Regions from separate parts of the Ovis aries genome. Here region 2 is linked to region 1. Evidence: chromatin contacts called from public Hi-C data. All regions are on one chromosome and are shown on one strand. Each heading gives the region's core, a stretch centred on a gene start, on an enhancer-like site or on the middle of the called end of the contact. The rest is flanking DNA. Distances are from core to core; before and after follow the strand shown. Region 1 holds the start of ZFHX4 (zinc finger homeobox 4). Region 2 holds the start of PEX2 (peroxisomal biogenesis factor 2).

The links. Hi-C and Micro-C count contacts between places; a contact is called where the count stands out from the background.
Region 2: a contact with region 1 is called in a Hi-C map of hypothalamus, with 3 times the contacts expected there. The contact joins the promoter of PEX2 here to the promoter of ZFHX4 in region 1. A contact is called at or near these places in 3 of 16 Hi-C or Micro-C datasets (hypothalamus, muscle and tail adipose tissue).

Annotation. Positions count from the first base shown.
Region 1 is chr9:52,823,571-52,826,785 of ARS-UI_Ramb_v3.0, forward strand. ZFHX4 (zinc finger homeobox 4) reads left to right here and starts at 1,702. Exons shown (of 11, transcript XM_027973073.2): 1 at 1,702-2,034.
Region 2 is chr9:53,178,159-53,181,373 of ARS-UI_Ramb_v3.0, forward strand. PEX2 (peroxisomal biogenesis factor 2) reads right to left here and starts at 1,567. Exons shown (of 2, transcript XM_012183895.5): 1 at 1,444-1,567.

The DNA of each region.
Region 1 (3,215 bases), core at 452-2,951:
TAACCTTAACCAGCTGCTGTAGGCAACCAGCTTTCCTGATCTGGGCCTAAGTCTGCTCTTTTGACGCCTGTGCTTTTATCCTCCCAGGTGTTTTGTTTGGTTTTTTAAATCCCATTTGCATCAGTCTTAGGATTTTTCAAATGTTCCCTGATAACACAAGGTTTCGGGCCCAGAAAGATGATGTTTGCAGGCTCTGTTGTTTCTAGTGCTTGCGCAATAAACCTTTCAGTTGGTATTTCCTAGATTTGGTGCTTAAGGCCTAAGACAAGGTTTTGTAGCAGATCCTGGCCATCCAGAACTTCAAAGGCCTGTCAGCTCCAAAGGAGCTGATGCCTCACCTGTCCAGGAAGCTGGCCATTGCAAGTATTTCCTGTTCTTTGCTTGTTTGATTTGTTACTCTCTCCTTCTCTCTAGAATCCCTATTTTTGAAATATTGCATAGATGGTGTCTACTTGTAACCTGTGATATGGTGGTGTATTGAGATGCTATCTTTGAGTAGCAACGGATATATATAGAGAGAGATATATATTCCATATTCAGTAGGGGGGTATTTAAAAGTATGTCTATTCCTAGTTTTAGTTAATTATCTTTTAATGAAAGTGTCACTCATATTCACATCTGTAATATTGGAAAGAGATAATTAGATTTTCAAATGAGAATCAGCCACCTTAAATTTTGCACCAGAAAATACCAAGTATATTTCATTCTAATGAGATCTGTAGTGGGGTTTTAAAATTCATCATAATGTGCTTCAAGAAAGATAATTCAACAGACTCACAAGATGAAAGGTTTTCTTCCTAAGTCTTCTTAAAGCTATTACATTGAACTTATGCAATTCTGATAAAATATTCAAAAATATTACATAAAGGCCAGCATCAAGACCCTCACGAACACCCTTGCAACCAGCACTTATCCTCATTTGAAAGTTTACTTTGACTAAACTAACCCCTTCCATCTTCCATGCCCTGGGTTTTCTCTCCTGCATGTTGCCAGCGAAAGATAACGTGTTTAAATTGAGTGTCTACGGGATCCTGGGTGCAATCCCGCCTTTTGAAATAGGCAAGGCAAAGCGGTGTTTGCACACAGCCAGGCACACTTTATTTACATATATCTGCATATTTGCTCAGGATCCTGCATTTCGCTATTAAAGTGGTTTCCTGGACGTAGCAGAAGTAACTCAGCAGAGAAAACCTTTCCAGTGCCCTCACTCTCCTATTGCTGCTTAAAGCTCCCTAGTAAACACATCTCTGGTCCGATAATAATTACTTTGCCTCATTAAAATGAGAAAAAAAAATTTTTCGGAGTGTTTAAAGGGCACGGCTTGGGAGGGATTTGTGTTTTATTTTCTCCCCCTCCTTCCTGAGTGTGTGTGTGTCTAATGAAGTTTGGGAGTCGCGCGCACAGGGGCGCGTGGGGTACGAGCCCCAGAGGTCCCCAGTCCCTGCCCTCTCCGTGGTCGCCGCGTCCCGGGCTCCCGCCACAGCGCTCCGAGCTTCGGAAGCCGCGAGGCTCTGGGGCTGCTCCGAGTCCGGGCTGCGCGTCATTTGCAGTCTGGGGAATGTTGATCACCTCACTAATTACACCTCTCTCTCCCCCCCGCTCCCTCTCCCTCTCCCTCGCTCTCCTCTCTCATTCCCAGAGTGCATATCGGGAATAGACACACAAAGACATGCGCACTCAACTTAATCAGCCATTTTTTTTAAACAGGGCTAAAACGATAATAATTAGCAGAATAAAGACATATCGGATTTTCATTTCCTTTCCTCCTTTTCCCAACCCCTTCACAACCAAACAGCGAGACCGCGGTCGGCACATGCTTTAACTCCTCCCGGATCCCCGAGGACCGCTCCATGCCCCCCACTTTCTGCTCCAGCGTTTTGATTTTCACCCAATAAAGTTCGAGGATTATTTTTTTATTTTATTTTTTTTTTAATGAACCCTCTCGTTTTACTTGGATGTGATCAGCTGTAAGTAAAATAAAAGCAAAACAAAAAAGAGGCGAAGATCGAGTAGGAACTGCAGGGGAAATGGAAAGTAAGTTTTTTCTTTAACTTTTATTGAGTAGTTTGTGTTAAATTTAGGTCGAGTATCGATTATCTTTCCAGCCTGATCTTGCACAATCTTTGATATTTCGCTCCCTCTCTCTCCCTCTCCGCCTCTCTCCCTCTCTGCCCCCGGCTCGCTCGCTCTCGCTCGCTCTCGCTCACATCCCCTCAGCCCGACCATCTCTTCCGCTCTGCCCCCCTTTGCTATCTCTTCCCCCCCCCTTTTTTTTGGCTCCAGGATTTGCTCCGCGGAGGAAGGGAGGGGGCACTGAAGGCTCTGATTTTCCACTTTCTTGCGGGGTTGGGGGGGGAAATGCGTTTTTCGGGATTTAACTTTTGGATTAAGTGGCGGATCATCCACGTTTGGCCGAGCAGTTTTCTCTCCTTTTGCCTGTCTTTTCGGGTTCTGTCTCCACCGCGAGCCCGGGGCTTTCTCGAGGCGCGGGGAAGCTGTCAGCTCCGCGGCGGCGCGGACACTGCCTGCGGGGTGCGGGGGGTGTGGGGGGGGGCGCAACCCCTCGCCCGGGTCGGGATGCCCCCTTCCTTCGCACCCCTCCTCCGAAAGTTTGGAAGGTGGTCGGTGGGGGCTCGGAGCCCATCTCTCGCTGTTCCCCTACCCTCCCGTTCAGCCTCGATTTTCTCCTCCTCTCATCATCCACCGTTCCCTGGCTCAAGTTCCGCGAAGGGCGCTCGGTGCGCGGAGGCCCGGTGCTCAGTGCGCCCCAGGGCAGGGGGTTCCGAGAGCTGGGGCGCGTGCCGGGGCTGCAGGTAGACGCCGGGCCGCCTGAGCGCGAGGCGGCGCGGACCCGGGCGCTGGAAGACGCCGGGCAGTTCCGTTAGGAGGCAGGATCGCCGGGCCTCGGGGCCGGGGACCCGCGAGGCGGCCGCAGCTCTCTCCCGACGCTTTCGCCGCCGGGTGTGCCTTAGAGCGGAGGACAGCTGCCCGAGGCCGGGGGTCAAGAATCTGTTTTCTTTTTTTTTTTTTTTTGGCAAAGGGCAAAGGGTGTGTGTGTGTGTGTGTCTGTGTCTGTGTCTGTGTCTGTTTATGGTTGGGAGAGCTGTGGCCGGTTGTGAGAACTGATTTATTCCCCGGTACCCCCGCCCCTCACGCCCCCCGAAAGGGGTTCCAGGTCTACAAACGAACTTCACCTTCTTCGCCTCTCCGGGCAT
Region 2 (3,215 bases), core at 317-2,816, 350 kb after region 1:
TTAACTGCGCATACATGCATTTTATTGTTTAAAAACCTGTAACAAATGAATGCAAGTTGAATACAAATGAATAATTAATCTACAAAAAAAAAAATTAAGGCCAGTAGGAAATATATCATCTAGTCTAAGATACAAATTTAATTTTCTTAACAGTACTACTGTTTTTCAAGCAGAACAAAAAAGAATAGCTGTTCTTGTAAAATACAGCTGAGGGTCAGCTTGCTTTGTCTCTCCTCTGCATGACTCCAGGACATTTCTACAGGAATTCTACCACAGAAGAGTTTTAAAACCACAGATTGAGTGCTCCTCCTAATTTCTAAAAATGAGAATAAGGCCAAGAGGTAGAGCTGGTCAGGAGCAGAAACTCAACTCTCTTGACTCAGTCTAGCATGCTCATTGCTATGTCCTCTTACTTCTATTTTTTCCCCTATTTCTAAGGAAAACAAAATAAGAGGTTCTTTTTCACTTGTATTGTCAATAAAGAATTCCTAACTCCACTCTTTCTTTTCTTCCAAATCTCTTTCTGGCTCAAGACTACTCAACTTTAATGTTTCTGGATACAAGAAATGGATAATATGGGCAAGATGAGGGAGAAGATACAGTCATCCTGAGATATTCTGCCAAGGCTTAACTAAAGGTAACTCATTAGGGGAAGGCGTTCAGACTGTAAACTGGTGTGGATGGAACCTCAGCCTACCTGTAATTTCTACTGTTCAGATACAGTGTTCCAAGGACATCACAGAATACCAATACCATTAGACGTGAACAGTCTACATACAACTTAGTCTCATTCTGTGAACAGCCCTTTCACTAAATGTAGTATTTTCGGAAAACGATAATAAGTAAACAGTGAGTTTTAAGGCCTCACAAAAAAAATGACCTTTATATTCTAATTATCAGGTATCAATGTTAAATGTAACTGACTCATTGTAAGCAATTTTCTAAGAAAATTCTCAGTAGTTTTTTCTCCCCAAGAAAATTAAAACTGCTTTTGAGTTTATAGGCTTTTTAAAATATTGGAAACTTAAGCCTACTCAACTTTTTGGTACCAAACAGCGCTATACACGAACCATCAGATATCAGGAAAAGTTTGGACCCTCGGTAATTCTTAAGCCGTTCAAAAGGGTTAAATCTCACCACCGCCAAGTGACAGGAAACGATTTCCAAGTATGTTCTAGAAAATCACTTCCCAGAACGCAAAGGAAACTCAAATCTAGCTGTCCTTTTTTCCTTTTAATGCCATCCTAAGACTATTTTTAGACTTTTAGGTTTGCTCCACTGCCTTTCCCAAAATCAGACTTTGCCTCTTCCAGGAAGACAGGAAGCCAAATTAAACAGGGAAACAAGCAAAGGGCGACAATTACAAGGTCATGAAACTCCACGCCCTCCCAGTTGTAAGCAAGACCGCAGGTCCACACTCCGACTCTCTCGGGCGACACTGACCTTAGGAGTCTGCGAAACGCCCCGCTCCAAGTAACTGTTTCTGAAACATCTCTGGGAAGCTTGGCTTTTCCAAGGCGAACCTGCGGTCCCCAAGCTTCCGGAACTCGTGGGTTTGCGGAGTGACGCAGCACCCGGAAGTGCCTGGAAAAAAAAAAAAGTGGAACTAAACCAACGAGAACCACGCTTTAACGCTCTGAGAAACGCCGAACTCCGACGAGCCGAAGGGCCGAAGAGTCGACGAGCCGACGGGCCGAAGAGCCGACGAGCCGAAGGGCCGAAGAGGACACCCGCGCGCTGATTGGTCTGCTGGCCGTGGGGGAAATCCGCATCTGATTGGCAGGAAAGGCGCGAACCCGGCAGCCCGGGTCCTGGGGGCGCGCGTGGAGAGGCTACCGGGTCAAGGGGCCGCGGGGAAGCCAGGGCTCTGGAGGGCCGGGCTTTCCCTGCCTTCGGACAACGGCAGCCGGCCTCTGAACGAGTGCCGCCGAGTGGCGGCGGGGTGCCTCCGCGTCTTGGGGCCTCTTCGCTCGCTAGGTTGGAGGGCCCACTGCGAGATGGCCGGGTGGGGATGGTAGCCTCCGGCTGCAGCTGCAGCATCCGGGCTGGGGCAGTTTTTGCAGCGCGTGGCTGCCGTGGCGGGAGGGGCGGATGGCTGGTTGGCCTCTGCGGGCTCAGGGAGGCAGGTGGCCTTCAAAGCTTCGGCCCGGGAGGCCTTGCCTTACGAATTGGACCCTCTCTCGCTTGCACAAATCAGAGGCGTGAGATCCTTGCCGCGTGGTCGGTGTGAATCATCCCAGACCTTTAGAAACGCGGACAGTAGGGTCCCCTCGCCCTGGGGAGCTGAGGCAGGATTTCTAGTACTAAGGCCCCGAGGGAAGGTATTTTTTGAGCATTGATCAGGCAATTATGTGTAGCCGGCGTAGAGAATCGTCTCTGCCTATAATAAAGGGATGGCCTTATCTGTCTGGCTTGTTTGCTCAAAGGTTTGAATGAAGTCATGTGGGTACAAGCTCTCTGCACTCAGTAGGTCTTAAAAACGTTTGAGCGCATGTCTCCCCCGCTGCGGCTTCTCAGAACCCAGGAGCACGCAGACCTGCAATAAATGTGTTGACAGACATTGGAGAGCTCATGCTGTAGAAGCAGTGTTTGATTAATTATCCCGTGGAACAGTTGTTATTAAGAATTTGAAACATTATGGACGAGATAAAAGAACATTTATCAATGAAGTCTTACATTGTTCAAATTTGTTTTTACATTGAAGGTACACAATTAGCATCACTTATACCTGGAATTTTGTCCTCTTCCATATATTAAGATCAGAAAGATCAGGCCTAAAAGAAAATGGTGATGGTTTCTCGAATTAATGAAATTCCCACTACAGGAACCAATAGTATAAATGAGATTGGCTTTCCTGATGGGTCAGAATGCGCCTGCCAGTGCAGGAGATGCAATTTCCATTTCTAGGTGGGAAAGATACTGTGGAGAAGGGCATGGCAACCCACTCCAGTATTCTTGCCTGAGAAATCCCATGGAGCCTGATGGACACTCCATGAGGTCGCAAAAAAGTCGGACACCTGGTAGCGACTGAACAGCAAAGGAGCTCCAAGTTGAAAGGATATGTAGTTCTCTTAGGTACAGAAGGGAAGGTGTCTCCAGAGTGTTGGCCAACTGGTTGCCGCTGGATTGATGTCTGCTCTAAGTGTAAGATGCACACTGTATTTCTAAGATAAAAGGTATGAAAAGAAAAGAATGAAAACTACCTCATTTGTTGC